5 separate regions of the Mus musculus genome follow, and regions 1, 3, 4 and 5 are each linked to region 2. The links are chromatin contacts, called in public Micro-C, promoter capture Hi-C and targeted proximity ligation maps. All regions are on one chromosome and are shown on one strand. The core of a region is the stretch at or near the end of the contact, and the rest is flanking DNA. Distances in the headings are between cores, read along the strand shown.

Region 1 (3,034 bases), core at 15-2,514, 210 kb before region 2:
TCGCTTTCTCTGCTATGGTGAACTAGAGTCAATACCCTTCCTCCCCTCAGCCCTTCCTCCCCTCATCCATTCTTCCCTTCCTCCCTTCCCCTTCCCCTTCCCCTTTCCTCCTCTCAGCCCTTCCTCCCCTCACCCCTTTCTCCTCTCCCCTCCCCTCAGCCCTTCCTCCCCTCACCCCTTTCTCCTCTCCCCTCCCCTCAGCCCTTCCTCCCCTCAGCCCTTCCTCCTCTCCCCTCCCCTCAGCCTTTCCTCCCCTCAGCCCTTCCTCCTCTCCCCTCCCCTCAGCCCTTCCTCCCCTCAGCCCTTCCTCCTCTCCCCTCCCCTCAGCCCTTCCTCCCCTCACCCCTTTCTCCTCTCCCCTCCCCTCAGCCCTTCCTCCCCTCACCCCTTTCTCCTCTCCCCTCCCCTCAGCCCTTCCTCCCCTCAGCCCTTCCTCCTCTCCCCTCCCCTCAGCCTTTCCTCCCCTCAGCCCTTCCTCCTCTCCCCTCCCCTCAGCCCTTCCTCCCCTCACCCCTTCCTCCTCTCCCCTCCCCTCAGCCTTTCCTCCCCTCAGCCCTTCCTCCTCTCCCCTCCCCTCAGCCCTTCCTCCCCTCACCCCTTCCTCCTCTCCCCTCCCCTCAGCCCTTCCTCCTCTTGCCCACTCCTGTCAGACATTGGTTCACAGCAATGAGAAGGCTAACACAGGCTATACATACTTCGTCTCTACTCTTGTTCTGCCCACATTCCTCTGGCTCCCAGAGTTCCCCAGGCTCCATCCTGCCCTAGGACCTTGGACCCTCTCTTGGGAACATTCCACCTCTTGTCCCCAGTCGCCTCAGGCATCACTTCCTGTGGGTGACTCCAACCTCCCTGACACATTGAAGCTTGTATCTCATCTGCCTTGTGCTTCTCCTGGAGACAGTGGCCAGAGGTCTCCATCAACATATGTGATTATGCGGGGTTTGTCCCCAGGCCCCAACTTTGTTGCTTTGGGGTCTGGTAGAGAATGGAGCTCCATGTGGCATCTGACCCTGTCTTCCTATCAGAGCATACATTCCCACCCTTGGTCTAGCCTGGCCTCAGCCTCTCCACCCTCAGGAGACCCAGCTGCTCCAGTGCTCCCACACCCACTCCCTCCCTCCTTCTCTGTCTCTGGTGCCCCCCCCACCCCCCTCAGCGCAGAAATCATGTGACCCAGAGCCGACTGCCAGCCTCTATCCCTCTGTCTTTCCACACATGGGGTGGGAGTGGGGGGGACGACGACAGCTGAGGTCAGTCCCCTCAGAGCAAGTGTGTGTGTACATGCATCTGTCTGTCTATCTGTCTGCCAGTCTGATTGACTTTGCCAGAGTAGGAAGGAACAGCATTTATTATCTGGGTCTGAACTTCTCAGAGTAAAGAACAAATATAAAAACCTCTGCCTGGCTCTTCTGGGTCACCCCGACCTGAAGACTCCTGCAAGCCTTTGGGTCATTTTCTGTTTGTGGATTGTTCTTTTTTATCAGGGTTTTATCTAATATATTCTGAAATTTTAATAATTCTAGAACTATTCCAGGTAATGTAAAAGAGTCAACTTAACACAGCCATTACTCACCATTACTCACCCAGTAAAGTCGATGCCTTTTGACATTCAGGTTTGTGTTTGAGACAGAAATGACAGGACATGGAATGGACAGGTGAGCCATTTACATGAACAGGTAAATCTCAGCATTAGCTCACCCGCAAGACTGTGCAGCCATCGCCACCACCCAGGAACTCCATCTTCCCAGAGGAACTGTTCCAGTGAAACAGCACCGCTGCCCTTCTCTCTAGTCCCTAGAAAATGCCTTTCTTCCCTCCCTCCCTCCCTCCCTCCCTCCCTCCCTCCCTCCCTCCCTCCCTCCCTCCCTCTCTCCTTCCCTTTCTCTCTGCCCTTTCTTCTCCCCTCTCTCCTTCCCTCCCTCCCTTTCTCCCTCCCTTTCCCTCTGCCCTTTCATTTCTCTTCAGCAATTATTTCGTTATTCTCTGACAACTTTATACATCTGTAATGCACTTTGCTGCACTCCCCATTCCCCTCTCGCCTCTCCCACTCCTGCTGAGCCCTTCACACCAAGCTCAGGCATTTTGTTTTGTGGTTCAGTGACTCACTGAACTTAACAGAGGCTGCTGCCATGGGGTGGGCACAGGCATAGGTCACTTAGTAGCCACAGCACTGAAGAAGGTGACTCCTGCCTCCTACTTGTGGTGACAAGCATGAACCATCATTTTCTGTAGGCTCTGGGGTTTGAACTCAGGTCCTTGTGCTCATTTTACCCACTTTAGCACTTTACCTACTGAGCTGACTCCCAGCCCCTTGGCTTCTGCTTTTTAATGAACTGTTTTTCTTTAATTTTTCTATTGTTATTTTATTTTATGTGTATGTGTCTTTTGCATTCATGTATGGTTGTGCATCGTATGCATTCAGTATCCATGGAAGCCAGAAAAAGATTTCAGATCCCTTGGAACCGGAGTTACACTTGTGAGACACCGTTTGATGCTGAGAATTGACCCCGGTTATCTGGAAGAGCAAGTATTTGTAACAGATGGGCCATCTCCCCCAGACTCCTCTCTCCAGGGTCTCTCTGTGCAGCCCAGGCTGGCCTCAAACTCCCAGATCCACGTGCCTCTGCCTCCTGAGGTCTTGGATTAAAGTCATGTGCTACCATGCCTGATAATTAAGAAAATATTTTCAGCATGAGAAAAGTAATAGCAATTATAACCAATCTGACCTCTAAATGTTGCTGTCATAGCACTCATAGAGATGGCACAGCTTGATGTCCTGAGCCTTGTGTGGTTTTTAAGTGTGTGTGTGTGTGTGTGTGTGTGTGTGCTCAAGCACTTGTGTGCGTGCCTGAGTGTGTGCGTAGCGGGAAGCGGGTGCTTTTAGTGGACCCTCCAGCAGTATAAGTAATGACCCTAGACTTCCATTGTGGTTTAAGGGTTAGGCTTTTGCTGGGGCAGTCTCCCAGCTAGTTCATCTCACTTAACCGGACTGTACAGCCTACAACCCGCCGTGTGGTAGCTCTACACCCCTCGA
Region 2 (2,757 bases), core at 151-2,650:
GGGCAGGAATGACTAGAAGGTCCTTGTCTACCCCACCCACCCACAATATGTGCAAAGAACGAGGGTGTTTGAAAGCCGGAAGTAGTCAAGGGGGCTGGAGACCCAAGACCCACCCCCTCAGATTTTCTTGAGCACTGTGGAGCTGGGCACCCTTTCGCTGTGGAGCACCAAGGAACTACCCCTCCCATCCCTGCCGGTTCATTAAGGCCCTGGATGCCTCAAGAGGGGGTGACGGCAAAGGCAACTGGAACAGCCCAATAACCCCCACAAATCCAATTTCACCTCCAGGAGCCCACCCAGGGTCCTTGTGGTCATACCCCCATCCCAAAGAACCCAGGCAGACTGCTCCTCCCTCTGGGGGAGAAGGCTGGAGCATGAGAAATGGTTCCCACCTCTTTGAGGTGGAGGGATAAGCCCAGGGCTCAGAAGACTCCTCTACCCTTCCAGTACTCTGTGACCAGAGCCCCACCGCTGCCCTCAAGTATATTCTCAGCCAAGCAGAGCCTCCTTCGACCGGTTTCCCTCTCTGTCACCCCCCAGCTCTCCCCAGCAAGCTTCTCTCCTCTCCCTCAGGCCCCCCATCTTGTCCAGCTCTTCCCCGTCACAGACTCATCTATGCCTAGAGCATCCTGGCATCTTCCCCTCTGCTCCCTCCTGATAACCTCCTCTCCCCTTGGCTCCCATCCCCCAGTAGTCTTTTCTTCAGTGGTTGCCCCCAGACCTCCCTCTCCACTTCCCAAACCTCTCTCCAGCCTGCCTCCTCTCCCACTAAGACCAGTGTTTCTCCCCTGCAGACCCTTCAGACCACAACAGCTCGCAGCTTCTCTGGTCCATCACTGCTTCCAGCTGCCAGGACCAGCATAGACTGGGACCTCCCCCCACCCCTATTTCAGAGCCCTTCTCACAGCCCTATGGATGCCCCTCCTTCAGACCCCCTTCCCCCATCGACCCTCCCTCACCACCTTGCATTCGCCCCAGCTCAGGGCCAATGCCCCTTCCACAGGGAGTCCCCCAACCTCCCCCAGCGGCTTCGCCTCCTCGCTGTCACCCAGCCAGCCCTCTCTGCTCGGCGCCCCCGCCCCCCAATCCGTCCTTTCTGCATCCGCCGCCCCCTCCGACCCGCTCCCCTCCCCCGATTGGCTCCCGCCCCCCACCCGTCTCCGCCGCAGCCCCCCCCCCATACCTGGTTTTGGGGGCGCCAGGAGCTGAAGGGTAGGGATCCGAGCCTAGAGACCGCTGGGTCTACGGCAGGTAACAGATCCTGGGCCAGCGATATCGGCTGCCTCGCGCCTCCTGGTCCCCGCCGCGTCCCCGCCCGCCCCGCCGCGGTGCCGCTCCGAGGAGGATGCTCTGAGAGTCAGGGCGGCTGCTCCCGCCGCCGCATCCCTGCAACACCGACTGACGGCAGCATCAGCACCAGGACCCGCCCCCCAAGCACACGCATTGGGCCACGCAACACTGACGGACGAGTGGCACAGCCAATGCGAAGATGCAGAAGCCGCCAGTCCCGCGGCTCCATGACCCGCCTCCCTCCTCCGCGAGGACCCAGGCGTCCCGGCCCCAGGGCATCCGAGCCCTTTCCCACCTCTCTGGACCTTTGCCCGGACGTCCAGGCCTCTTAACCCAGCAGGTGCTCTCCCCAGGCTCGGGGTCTTGGGAATCCAGGTACCCTAGCCCCTTCTACCTTTGGTTGGGTTGTTGGATCCCACACCCACCCGCCCCTGCCGGCGGGTCCCGAAGATAGTGCCCAGGGCTGGGACAAACCAAAGGAGAGGACTGAACCCCGACTTGAGGCACCGAGAGAGCAGGACCCGAGCAGGGCCTTGGCCACAGCGCCCTCTGCTGGCTGAGTCTGGGGGGGCTGGCCTGGGCTACCCGGAGCCAAGGAAGCCTCTCCCACCCCAGGACTGCTAGTGGCTTTTCCAGTCGCTCGCAGAGACCCTACCAATCACTGTCTCTGTATCCTCTAGCTGGAAGCCTCCGGAACTGAAGAGCTAGGGGCTTTTCTGAGATAAGGACGAAGCTTGGAGGTTGGCAAGATTCTAAGCTAGAGACAGTGGGGTTTCCCAGCCCAGACTCATGGGAATCCCAGAGTTTGGAACCAGCTTTCCACCCCTGTGGAAGGCTTTTCTGGGGTAGGAAAAGGCTAGTGGTGGGGTGGAAGCTACCCACTCCCTGTTACTGAATACAAATCTAGTAGAATCTTCCCTTCGAGCTCCTACCCTTAGCTGTGAGTTTCAGAGTGTGGTCCTGGCGTGCAAGTCTTCTGCAGTAAGAATGTCTGCATCGCCGTGTTTGTGTCAGAGTGTGAGGAAGGAACACCCCTCTTCATTTACTCCACCGAGAAAAGGTAGATCCAGCGCCTAGGTGTGTATACCATTACCTAAGTTGGACACAAGGCTTCTCAATGAGACAGTGTGCCGGCGTGGGTGTGGCCGTGGGTGTGTGGCAGACCATTTTGCCAGTTCTCTCCAGGCCCCTGATTTCTGTTACAGGGCCTGTGATCTGCACAGCTGGTAGCAGTTGGCATTTCCTTAGCCAGAGGCAATATGCAAGAACACACGTCCAACCACTAATGTATGCAGATACACATGGGGGCACACAGCCATGCACACCTATTCATGTGTGCCCAGCGTTTCCAAGAAACACAAAGGGACACTGCAGAGATGCCCCACCATGGTAAGTCACCACGGGGGGTGGGGGGACACACTCGATCCATAACCTGCATACTTGTGCATACACAGGTACCTGCACACT
Region 3 (2,956 bases), core at 405-2,904, 230 kb before region 2:
CAGGAGCAAGGGTGGGAGGTTACTTAATGGACCATGTACAACCCACTAGTGGCTGAAACACTAGAGAAAATGACCACTCTGCCCAACCATTAGCCACCAGTAGGTCCTCAGGGAGGGGAGGGGCCTCAGGAGTCCTTTGTGCTGTTTAGTTTTGGCTTCAATCTGGCTGTAACAGAGAAGATTCTAGTTACCAAGATTCTCCACAGTTCTTCATAAGAAAGCTAATGTGAAGGGCTGAGGGCCCCATGGGCAAACATCTGTGGCGGTGGGGGTTCTCTCAAGTTAGGGCTCACCAAAGACAAGACACTCTGGAGACGGGGTTCTGTGCCTCCATTTGCAGTGGATTTTGTATCTGGTCTTGCTTTGAGGAACTGGCAAAGAAGAATCCCAGGAGGGAGGGACTGGGAGCCATGGGGACAAAGCTCTGGGTTCATCCACCCTCCACCTGCAATAGCAGTGAAGGTGGGATGAAGGCCCTGGTGGCGAACCCTCTCTGCCCTGCACTAGGGCACGGTGACCCCCAGTGAACCCCCCAACCCCCCGAGCACTTGGGGATCTGCACCCATGCTTTTGCTCTTGAACGTGCATAACACAGGTCCCAGGGGGTGAACTTTGGTCTACTTTTTATTGCTTTTCTCATTAGAGAGAAAATCGAAGAATGAGACCTGAGATCGAAGGTCACCTGTTAGAAGGAAAGCTTTGCTCAGAGAAAAGAATTGAGCTAGTACTGTCTCAGCCCAGCTTTGCCCAAGCTGAGATGAGCATGCTCTGGAGGGCTCACACACACACACTCACACACACACACACACACACACACACACACACAGCATCTCACCCACCCCATCCCCACACACATATTTAGGATATGTGCATGCATAAATATGGAAGACTAGAAGTCAACCTCAGGAGTCAGCAGGGGTCTCTCACTGCACCCTGAGCTTGCCAATTCTAGCAGCCAGCTTGCTTCAGGGATTCCCTGACTTCTGCCTGGGGATCCGATTTCCAGTGTTCATGCATTCAAAGCAAGAACCTTACCCACGGAGCCACCTCCTGAATCCCCTCGGGGGTGTGCGTGTGTGTGTTGGTGACTTTACTGTTTAAAATGATCCCCATGTGAACTCCGCTCCAGCCTGCTGTGCACCCCCGGGAACACAATGCTCTGCCTTCCGTCTTCCTCCAGACATGAATAACACGACTGTTGTCTGAAGTTCAGTGTCAATGAGTCAAATTTCAAATGTGGAGTTTCTAAAACAGAAACAGACATAAAAGAAGACGTCTGTTGACGGCCTGATCTTAGGTCCCCAACCGTGGCTAGGTGCTGGGGGCTACGTTACAGAATGTCACCTCTGCAAGTTGTAACAATGATTTTAAAAATCTGTTTTTTCTTTTCCCAGTTCCGGGATGATGACTCTGAGACTAATTATTTATTATTAAATGTGCTGGCCATAGCTTTGGCTCATTCCCTTACTAGCTCATGACTTATTTAACTATTCAAACTTCTCTATGCCTACCACCTGGTTAGTTACCTGTCTTAGTACAGGCCTGCTTTTTTGAGTCTCCTCAGGATCTTCCTCAGCGTCTCCCTGAGTTCATATGCCTGCTGGGCCTTCTTGGCCCTCTCTCCCAGCTCGCAGTCTCTCTTATCCCTTACTATTTCCCAGAATCCTCTCTCTTCCTGCCAGTGTCCCACCTCCCATTTCCTGCTTCAGCTCATTGGCTAGCGGCTTTTTATTGGCAGGTGATACTTAAATTCTGTCTGCAGCAAGCGGGTCAAATGGCGCTGACTTTAGTCCCAAGACTTCACTCCTGCTTAGGTAGTCTGGGAGTGTCTGCCAGGTTGCTTTGCCTTGTACCACGCCACAACAAGCAATTGTATGAAGTCTATATTACCTCTAAATTTATATGCCAAAGCCCCTTGGAGAGTCCTGGGTCCCCGTGGGAGGCCCTGCCTCCAAAAACAAGTGAACAACCCTTGAGGAAGAGCACATGAGGTTAGCCTCTGACCTTCACACACATGTGTACCTGCATACAAATGTTCACCCATAAGCGTGCTCACATATTCTCTCTCTCTGTCTCTCTCTCTCTCTGTCTCTCTCTCTCTCTCTCTGTCTCTCTCTCTCTCTCTCTCTCTCTCTCTCTCTCTCAGAATCCAGGACCACCTGCCTAGGAATAGGGCCACCCACCAAGGGCTGGGCCTTCCCCATCAATAGTGATTAAGTAATTTGGTAGTAATTAAGTATTAAGAAATTGCCTTGCACCTGGATCTTATGAAGGCATTTTCTCAACTGAGGTTCCCTCCTTTCAGATGACTCTAGTTTGTGTCAAGTTGACACAAGTCTAGCCAGAACAGCATCTATTGAATATAAAGATTTTAATTGCATTTTGTTGTTCATATAGCTGTGTATCCCAGATCAGAAATTCCTGGACAGGAAGTGGTTTGGATTTTGGACTTATGGGATATTTGTGTATAACAATGAAGTATTTTGGGAACGACCAGAACCCAAGTCTAAATGGGGAATTTATGTGTGTGTCAGCATGTGTCATACACACACAAGCTGAAGTTATTTTCTAGAATATTTCATACAGGGTTTGAATATTTTATTTATTCTTTGAAAATTTTGTACATTGTATATAGTGTAACTTGGTCTTCCCCATTCCCCAATTCTTCCACCCTGGAGTTCTCCCTCAGCCTGTTCCCTTCCTCCCTTCCTTTCCCCACTAAGTCACAGACTGATCATTGTGGCTTGATCGTGTGCAGTGAGCAGAGCAGGAGTGCCTGAGTGGCTGGGCGAGTCCTGTCCAGAGGAAAGCGCTTCCCAGAGCCGGTCCATCCGCCGGCTTCTACAGTCTTCCCCACTCACAGTGCTCTTTGGAGGTGAAATTGCTACAGCTGTTTTTTCATTTGTTTGTTTTTTATGCTGTGTTAATTTAGGACTGAGCCCTCAGCAGTCACTTA
Region 4 (2,865 bases), core at 324-2,823, 250 kb before region 2:
CTGGAAGAGCAGTGCGTGCTCTCAACTGCTGGGCCATCTCTCCAGCCCCAGGTTGGTCTGGTATTCACTATGGAGACCAGGCTGACCTTGATATGGTGGCAATCCTGTCTCAGACTTCTGTGAGTGTTGGGATTGCAGGCATTGCTGTCCTGCTTGCCTTTCATGTATCTTAAAAACTTTAAAGTTATTGTTTGATTTAAATATTTATACTTAAATAAATAATAGTTTGTTTGTTTAAAACAGGGCTCGCTTCTTAACCTGGATCTTGTTGTGTAGACCTGGATCTTGCTGTGTAGACCAGGCTGATCTTGAACTTACAGACCATCTGCTTGCCTCAGCCTGGAGGCTGGGATTAAAGGAGCGCTCAGCACACCTTCTCCTTGAATACTTAAACCACACAAAGCTGCCCTTCAGTATCTGCAGAGGGTGCCCTCCCCACAACGGAATCTGCAGATGCTTATTTGCATAAAATGGCATGATATTTGCATATAACCTAGGTGCATCCTCTCTTATAGTTTAAAATGGCTCTAGATTTCTGCTAAGACCCAATACTATGCAAATGCTATGTAAATAGAGAATAGCGGCACAGAGAAGTCTGTTCATATTTAGTACAAATGCTGGGGTTTTTTTTTTTTTTTTAAATAGTTTAGCTCAAACGTTTGCTAAATCCGTGGATTTGGAGCTCGAAGATACTAAGTGTTGCCTGAGCCACTGAGGTAGACTGGTGCATCTTAGAGGTAGGGAGATGAAGAACTTGGGGCCAGCCTAGGCTACAGAAAAGCTTGCCTGGAAAACAAACAACCCCCCAGACAAACAATTTAAACATGACGCCCATGATTAAAATAAAGATAAATCAGCATACTGCTCATGTCTCAGGTTCTACTCTTTTTTTTTTTTTTTTTTTTTGGTTTTTCAAGATAGGGTTTCTCTGTGTAGCCCTGGCTGTCGTGGAACTCACTTTGTAGACCAGGCTGGCCTCGAACTCATAAATCCACCTGCCTCTGCCTCCCAAGTGCTGGGATTAAATAAAGGCGTGTGCCACCACTACCCCAAGTTCCACTCGTATTTTTAACCTTTCCCCTCTGAGACAGAGTCTCATGAAGCCCAGCCCAGCCATGAGTTAACTGAAGACATAGTCTCATGAAGCCCAGCCCAACCATGAGTTAAGTCGCTTCCAGGCTAAGGACGACCTTGAACTTCTGGTTTTCTGCCTTCATCTCCCGAGGACTGGGATTATAGGCCTGTGTCATCATCCTCGACTCATCTTAGTTAGCTAGCTAGTTTACTCATTTTATTTTTTTTTACAGAGGCAGATTGTCACTGTATAGACCAGGCTGGCCTTCAACTCGGGGTGCTAGGATTAAAGGTGTGTGTGTGTGTGTGTGTGTACACGCATGTGCACTGGTGGAAGTCAGAGGACAGTTTGGAGGAGTCGATTCTCCCCTTTAACGTGTGGGTCCTGAGGATAAAAGCTCAGGTCATCAGGCCTCGTTCTGCCTTTACCCCCCGAGGCCCCCCAGCTACGTTTAGAGCTTTTTAATAGCATTTCCCCTTTTTTGTCTTTCTAGTTCCTATTTGTGAAAGCTGTGGTTCCTGCTGCCTGTTCTGGTGTTGTGCAGGGTCCGGCTTCAGCTGGGCCTCCTCTCCTGCTGCCCTGGGGAAGGAGGCTTGATCTCCATCACCTGTGTGGATGTTGGTCCACTTGGCACCTGTAGGCACCTCCACTTCCATCTAGGGTTGTTGTTGTGAACTGTTGTGTTGAGGGAACAACGGCTTGTTCTCCCTCTCCATTGCCTGGGTGCCATTGGCTGGGACCTTCATGTCATAGACCTCAATTCACTGTAATTTTTCCATGTAATTGTGTAGTTGTAATTTTTAAGGTGTCACCAACTTTTCTTTTTTTTTCCTTTTATTTTTTTAACATTTATTTCTTTTGGTTGTGTTCACGTGCTTGTGTAGTACACACCACAGCACGTGTGAGGTGTTCGGAGAAGACTGCCTGCAGAATCATCCTCTCTACCAGGTGGGTCCCTGGAACCAAACTCAGGTCATCAGGCTTCGAAGCAGGTGCCCTTACCAGCTGAGCCATCTTATTGGCCCAGTGACCAACCTTTTCTGTGGAGGGCCAGACAGCACCTGTTTTAGGTTGCTGGTTGTGACTGCCTCTGTGGCAGGTCCTCCGCTGAGCCATGGGAGTGAGAAAGGCAAGGATGGCAAGACACTCAGGGATCCGTGGCGCCCACACAGCGCTGTGTGCAGACCCCCCAGTGCAGGCTTGATCGAGCTTGCTCTTCACAGGGGATGACATGTTCTTCTGTCCCAAGGCACACAATGCCTGGGGCTCCCAACTGCATTTTAACTTGAAAAATACAAAAAAATGAGATCAAACCCCAAAGCCCCGCTAGCTCTAGATACCACCACGCTTTTGGAGAAGTGTATAAATTGAGAAGTGAAAGACTTGGTGGTCTCTTTGTACGCCTTTAACAAGTGTTCCTGGGCAGATGGAGCCACTTCCTCTCACCTTCTCAGAACCAGAGGGCAAGAGCCCAGGGCATGTGTCATCTCCAGCCGTGTAGTGCCTCCATTCTGCCCCACAGATGTGTCTGCACAGGGGAAGGTCAGAGCTCGGACGTCCACCCTCTAGCCAGCTTAGCAGACTCTGGGATCCCTAAAGGGCTGAGAGGTTACATAGACACCCCACTAGCTGGAACCTTCTCAAAGGGGATACTGCTGCTGATGGTGAAGATGACCGTGGCTCCTTTTCTGAAAACCTTTTTACCAGTTTTCTTGTAAATAAACAGACAGAATTTAGAAAAATAAGTGTATATTTATCTGGTGTATGTGTATCTGTATGCGTGCCTGCTC
Region 5 (2,908 bases), core at 383-2,882, 150 kb before region 2:
AGGCTGGACACCAGTCGATGCCGGGCTGTGGCTGTGGCTGGTGCACCTTGGCTCCCCACTTCTTTATCTGCTGTGGCCCTGTGGCCTTCAGTTCCCGAGTGCCTTGGGACTGGCCAGCATCATTCTGCCCATTCCACGCTAAGCAGGCATCCCAGAAGCTTTCCCTCTTTCTCCTGCCCTGGAGCAGGAGGGGCCTGAACCTCACCCTATCACTTTCAGTGGCTGAGTGGACCACAGCCCGCGGGAGGGCTGTTACCATGACAATCATGGGTCGTACTTACAGCACAGGCCAGATGGCCTTGGCTGGCCTGGCCTTTGCCCTGCAGGACAGGTGAGACCTCAGCTGACTATGTCCACCCCCTTCTTGGCCACCTGCCTGCTGTCCTGGTCAGTGCAGAATAAGGCCTCTTTTCATGGGAGACCTGTTGGGGTCTCTTTATCTCACCATCTAGCTGGCCACACCCCACTGGGAACCACAGGAAGGCAGTGACACTCACCATTTGTGAATGTTCCATCCAGAAGCCTGTGATCCCTGCCAAGTGGGGACCTGAAGTGGAAACTTGTCAGTTGCGTCAGATGGTGTTTTGCAGGGGCAGACTCGTGAAGGAATGTTCTTCTGAAGTGGACACAGGTGAAAGGATGTTCTGCTAATAAGGCAAGCATGTGAAAGGACACGTGATGAAGGATTGTTCACTAATGACACCTTACAGTGCATAGTTGAGCTGCATCTGTCAGGACCCCATAGAGAGAAATGTACCAAAAACCTTCTGATGGTGTGCTGAGGCTTCTTGCTTCCAAGGTTCAATTGGCAGAGTGACATCAGCTAAGACAGACTCGTGTTGCTGAGGCAAGATCCATGGAAGACATGTGATGTTTGGAGGGAGTATAAATAGGGCTCAGCAGACTGTGAGAGGGCTTGCTTGTAGAGGTAGCTGTACGACGCTTCTTGGTCTTGTGTCTTCGCTGATCTTCACTTCACTGAGAGACACAGCCAAGAACTTTTCCTGGAGTCCTGTTGGTACCTCCTGCTGACTCGAGCTGAGGCTGAGGCCTGGCTGTCTCTGCTAGGTCATGTCACCGCTGCTGATTCATGTTTGCTATCCTGAACTCTATTGAATTGGACTGCTGGTGTACCTGTGAAGTGTTCATGAGTGGATCAAGCTGCTGCCGCCTGCTAACCTGTAAACTGAACTGCCAATTTCCAGACAACACAGGAGTTGCTCCAGAGAATCTTTCTAAGCAGGTCCACTCCCCCTGTATCCTTTCTTTCCTACTACCTCTGGTGGGTGGTGGGAGGTCAAAGTGTTTAAGAACCGTCATTAGAAGTAGGCTTTGAAAAAATTAAAGTTACAGGGACCACACAGCATTGACTTGAGAGGGGGCATTACCAACACTTAAAACCAGGAGTTAAAAACAGAAACAAGCAATACTTTCATCTTTTATCGGAAAATGAGAAGGTTCTGGGTCCTACCACCTTCTCCATCACATCATCTCTACCATCCCCCCACCATCATCACCATGTTCCCCCTTATAATTCCCAACCTTCCCATCATCCCCACCATCACCACCACCGTTGCCATGCCCACCATTCCCACCATCAGCACCATCACTAGTATCCTCACTATCACTGCCCATCACAATATCTCTGTTACCACCTGTCTCGCCTCGGATCACAGCCAGTGTGTCTCCCACGTGCCTCATAGAACCCTTGATGTCTCCAGGGAAATGAGTCTGTTACTTGAGGCTAGCTATTTTAAGAAAACATGTGGCAGATATTCTGCAGAGGACAGAAGACACAGAACTCTGTGAAGACACCAGGAGAGCTATCAGAAACAGGCCAGCTAGCAGGGCCCAAGGTGAAGAGGACCAAACAAGCCCTTGGAGAACAGTAAGGGGCCAGCCTAGCCAGGGTGGGCATGCCATGGTGCCAGCCATCAGGGTGGAGAAGGAAGGTTAGGGCTTTGTGTAGCAAGCGACTCGTGGCTGCTCCTCATCCAGTTGGGAAGCCAGGCCTTGCTCTACCCATGAGGTGACAAGTGCTGACTGTCTCCTTACAAGCCATTTCACAGATGGGAAAAGTAAGTCCCAGGGGCGCGAGTAGTTGCTGGAGGGAAACTGAGCTTGAACTTTGGCCAAACAGCTTCCTGTTCCCCTTCCATCACCCACCATGCCCTGCACAGAGAGGCCCTGCCTTAGAGAAGCTTTGGCGATTAGCACATGCCCCTGTAAGCACGCTGAGTTGGCAGTGACATCCAACGGAACCTCTGAAGAATGAAGCTCCGGCTTGCCTGGAACCTGGTCTTCATTAACACCAAAGCTGGGGCTGGGAGGGTGGCGCAGTGGGTAGAGCTCCTGTCTATCATGCAGAAAACCCTGGGTTCAATCCCCAGCACCACAGAAAACAGGATACAGTAGGCTAGCCTGGGCTACATGAGCTCATCTCAGAAACCAAAAGCCGAAAAAGCCCCAAGATCTAAGAAGGAAAATCATTTGTTTTGCACTATAGTTAACCACCTATAGGTTATAATCACAAATAATACATCTCTGAACAAAAAGAATGAGATCAAATACTTTTTTTGCAATCTTTCATTTTTAGGGTTTTTCCCCCTCCCTCTTCTTGATAAATTAGAAGGAAGCCAACATCCAGAGCCCACCCCCACCCCCACCACCAACCTCTTCAAGGCTTCCTGGCTCTCCCAGGGACCACAGAGTATCTTTTGTTATTCAAATCAGAAGCTTTGAAGTTCTAACCCTGCCATTACCCACAACTCTCTGTTGTTCTCTCCGAAGGTTCCAGATCCTTTCCAGTCCTCCTCAGTCAGTGTTCACACACGTCTGAAACACGGGAGGATGTCACACGGGGCTTTGCCTCTGCAGCCCTGGCCCGGGCTGGGTCTACCTGGCAAAG

Evidence for each region. Promoter capture Hi-C pulls out the DNA fragments that hold promoters and counts their contacts. A called contact is a pair of places that touch in the nucleus more often than the background predicts.
Region 1: a contact with region 2 is called in a promoter capture Hi-C map of the SN4741 cell line, with 2.4 times the contacts expected there. A contact is called at or near these places in 12 of 39 promoter capture datasets (the 3T3-L1 cell line, 3T3-L1-derived adipocytes, the C10 cell line and 6 more), 4 of 130 datasets of targeted methods (bone marrow-derived macrophages, embryonic stem cells and pancreatic cancer cells) and 1 of 9 other capture datasets (liver).
Region 3: a Micro-C map of embryonic stem cells shows a contact between it and region 2, with 2.2 times the contacts expected there. A contact is called at or near these places in 13 of 39 promoter capture datasets (the 3T3-L1 cell line, 3T3-L1-derived adipocytes, the C10 cell line and 8 more), 12 of 484 Hi-C or Micro-C datasets (the CH12 cell line, cerebellar granule neurons, cortical glia and 8 more), 12 of 130 datasets of targeted methods (T-cell acute lymphoblastic leukemia, acute myeloid leukemia, bone marrow-derived macrophages and 6 more) and 1 of 9 other capture datasets (macrophages).
Region 4: a contact with region 2 is called in a targeted proximity ligation map of pro-B cells, with 4 times the contacts expected there. A contact is called at or near these places in 15 of 39 promoter capture datasets (the 3T3-L1 cell line, the C10 cell line, HPC-7-derived erythroid cells and 8 more), 20 of 484 Hi-C or Micro-C datasets (the CH12 cell line, the HL-1 cell line, cerebellar granule neurons and 15 more), 17 of 130 datasets of targeted methods (the 230-238 cell line, T-cell acute lymphoblastic leukemia, acute myeloid leukemia and 9 more) and 3 of 9 other capture datasets (adipose tissue, liver and macrophages).
Region 5: a contact with region 2 is called in a promoter capture Hi-C map of pre-B cells, with 2.9 times the contacts expected there. A contact is called at or near these places in 8 of 39 promoter capture datasets (the 3T3-L1 cell line, the C10 cell line, the HPC-7 cell line and 3 more), 13 of 484 Hi-C or Micro-C datasets (the 63-12 cell line, the C10 cell line, the N1E-115 cell line and 9 more), 3 of 130 datasets of targeted methods (astrocytes, embryonic stem cells and large pre-B cells) and 2 of 9 other capture datasets (adipose tissue and macrophages).

Annotation. Positions count from the first base shown.
Region 1 is chr19:6,623,516-6,626,549 of GRCm38.p6, reverse strand. No RefSeq gene overlaps it. Among named protein-coding and RNA genes, the nearest start is that of Gm32245, 58 kb to the right of the region's middle.
Region 2 is chr19:6,417,399-6,420,155 of GRCm38.p6, reverse strand. Nrxn2 (neurexin II) reads right to left here and starts at 1,400. Exons shown (of 23, transcript NM_001205234.2): 1 at 1,184-1,400. Gm14965 (a long non-coding RNA gene) reads left to right here and starts at 1,394. Exons shown (of 3, transcript XR_879495.2): 1 at 1,394-1,665; 2 at 2,496-2,679.
Region 3 is chr19:6,643,804-6,646,759 of GRCm38.p6, reverse strand. No RefSeq gene overlaps it. Among named protein-coding and RNA genes, the nearest start is that of Gm32245, 78 kb to the right of the region's middle.
Region 4 is chr19:6,664,144-6,667,008 of GRCm38.p6, reverse strand. No RefSeq gene overlaps it. Among named protein-coding and RNA genes, the nearest start is that of Gm32245, 98 kb to the right of the region's middle.
Region 5 is chr19:6,569,590-6,572,497 of GRCm38.p6, reverse strand. Gm32245 (a long non-coding RNA gene) reads right to left here. Exons shown (of 3, transcript XR_879496.3): 2 at 498-1,134. Among named protein-coding and RNA genes, the nearest start is that of Gm32245, 3.9 kb to the right of the region's middle.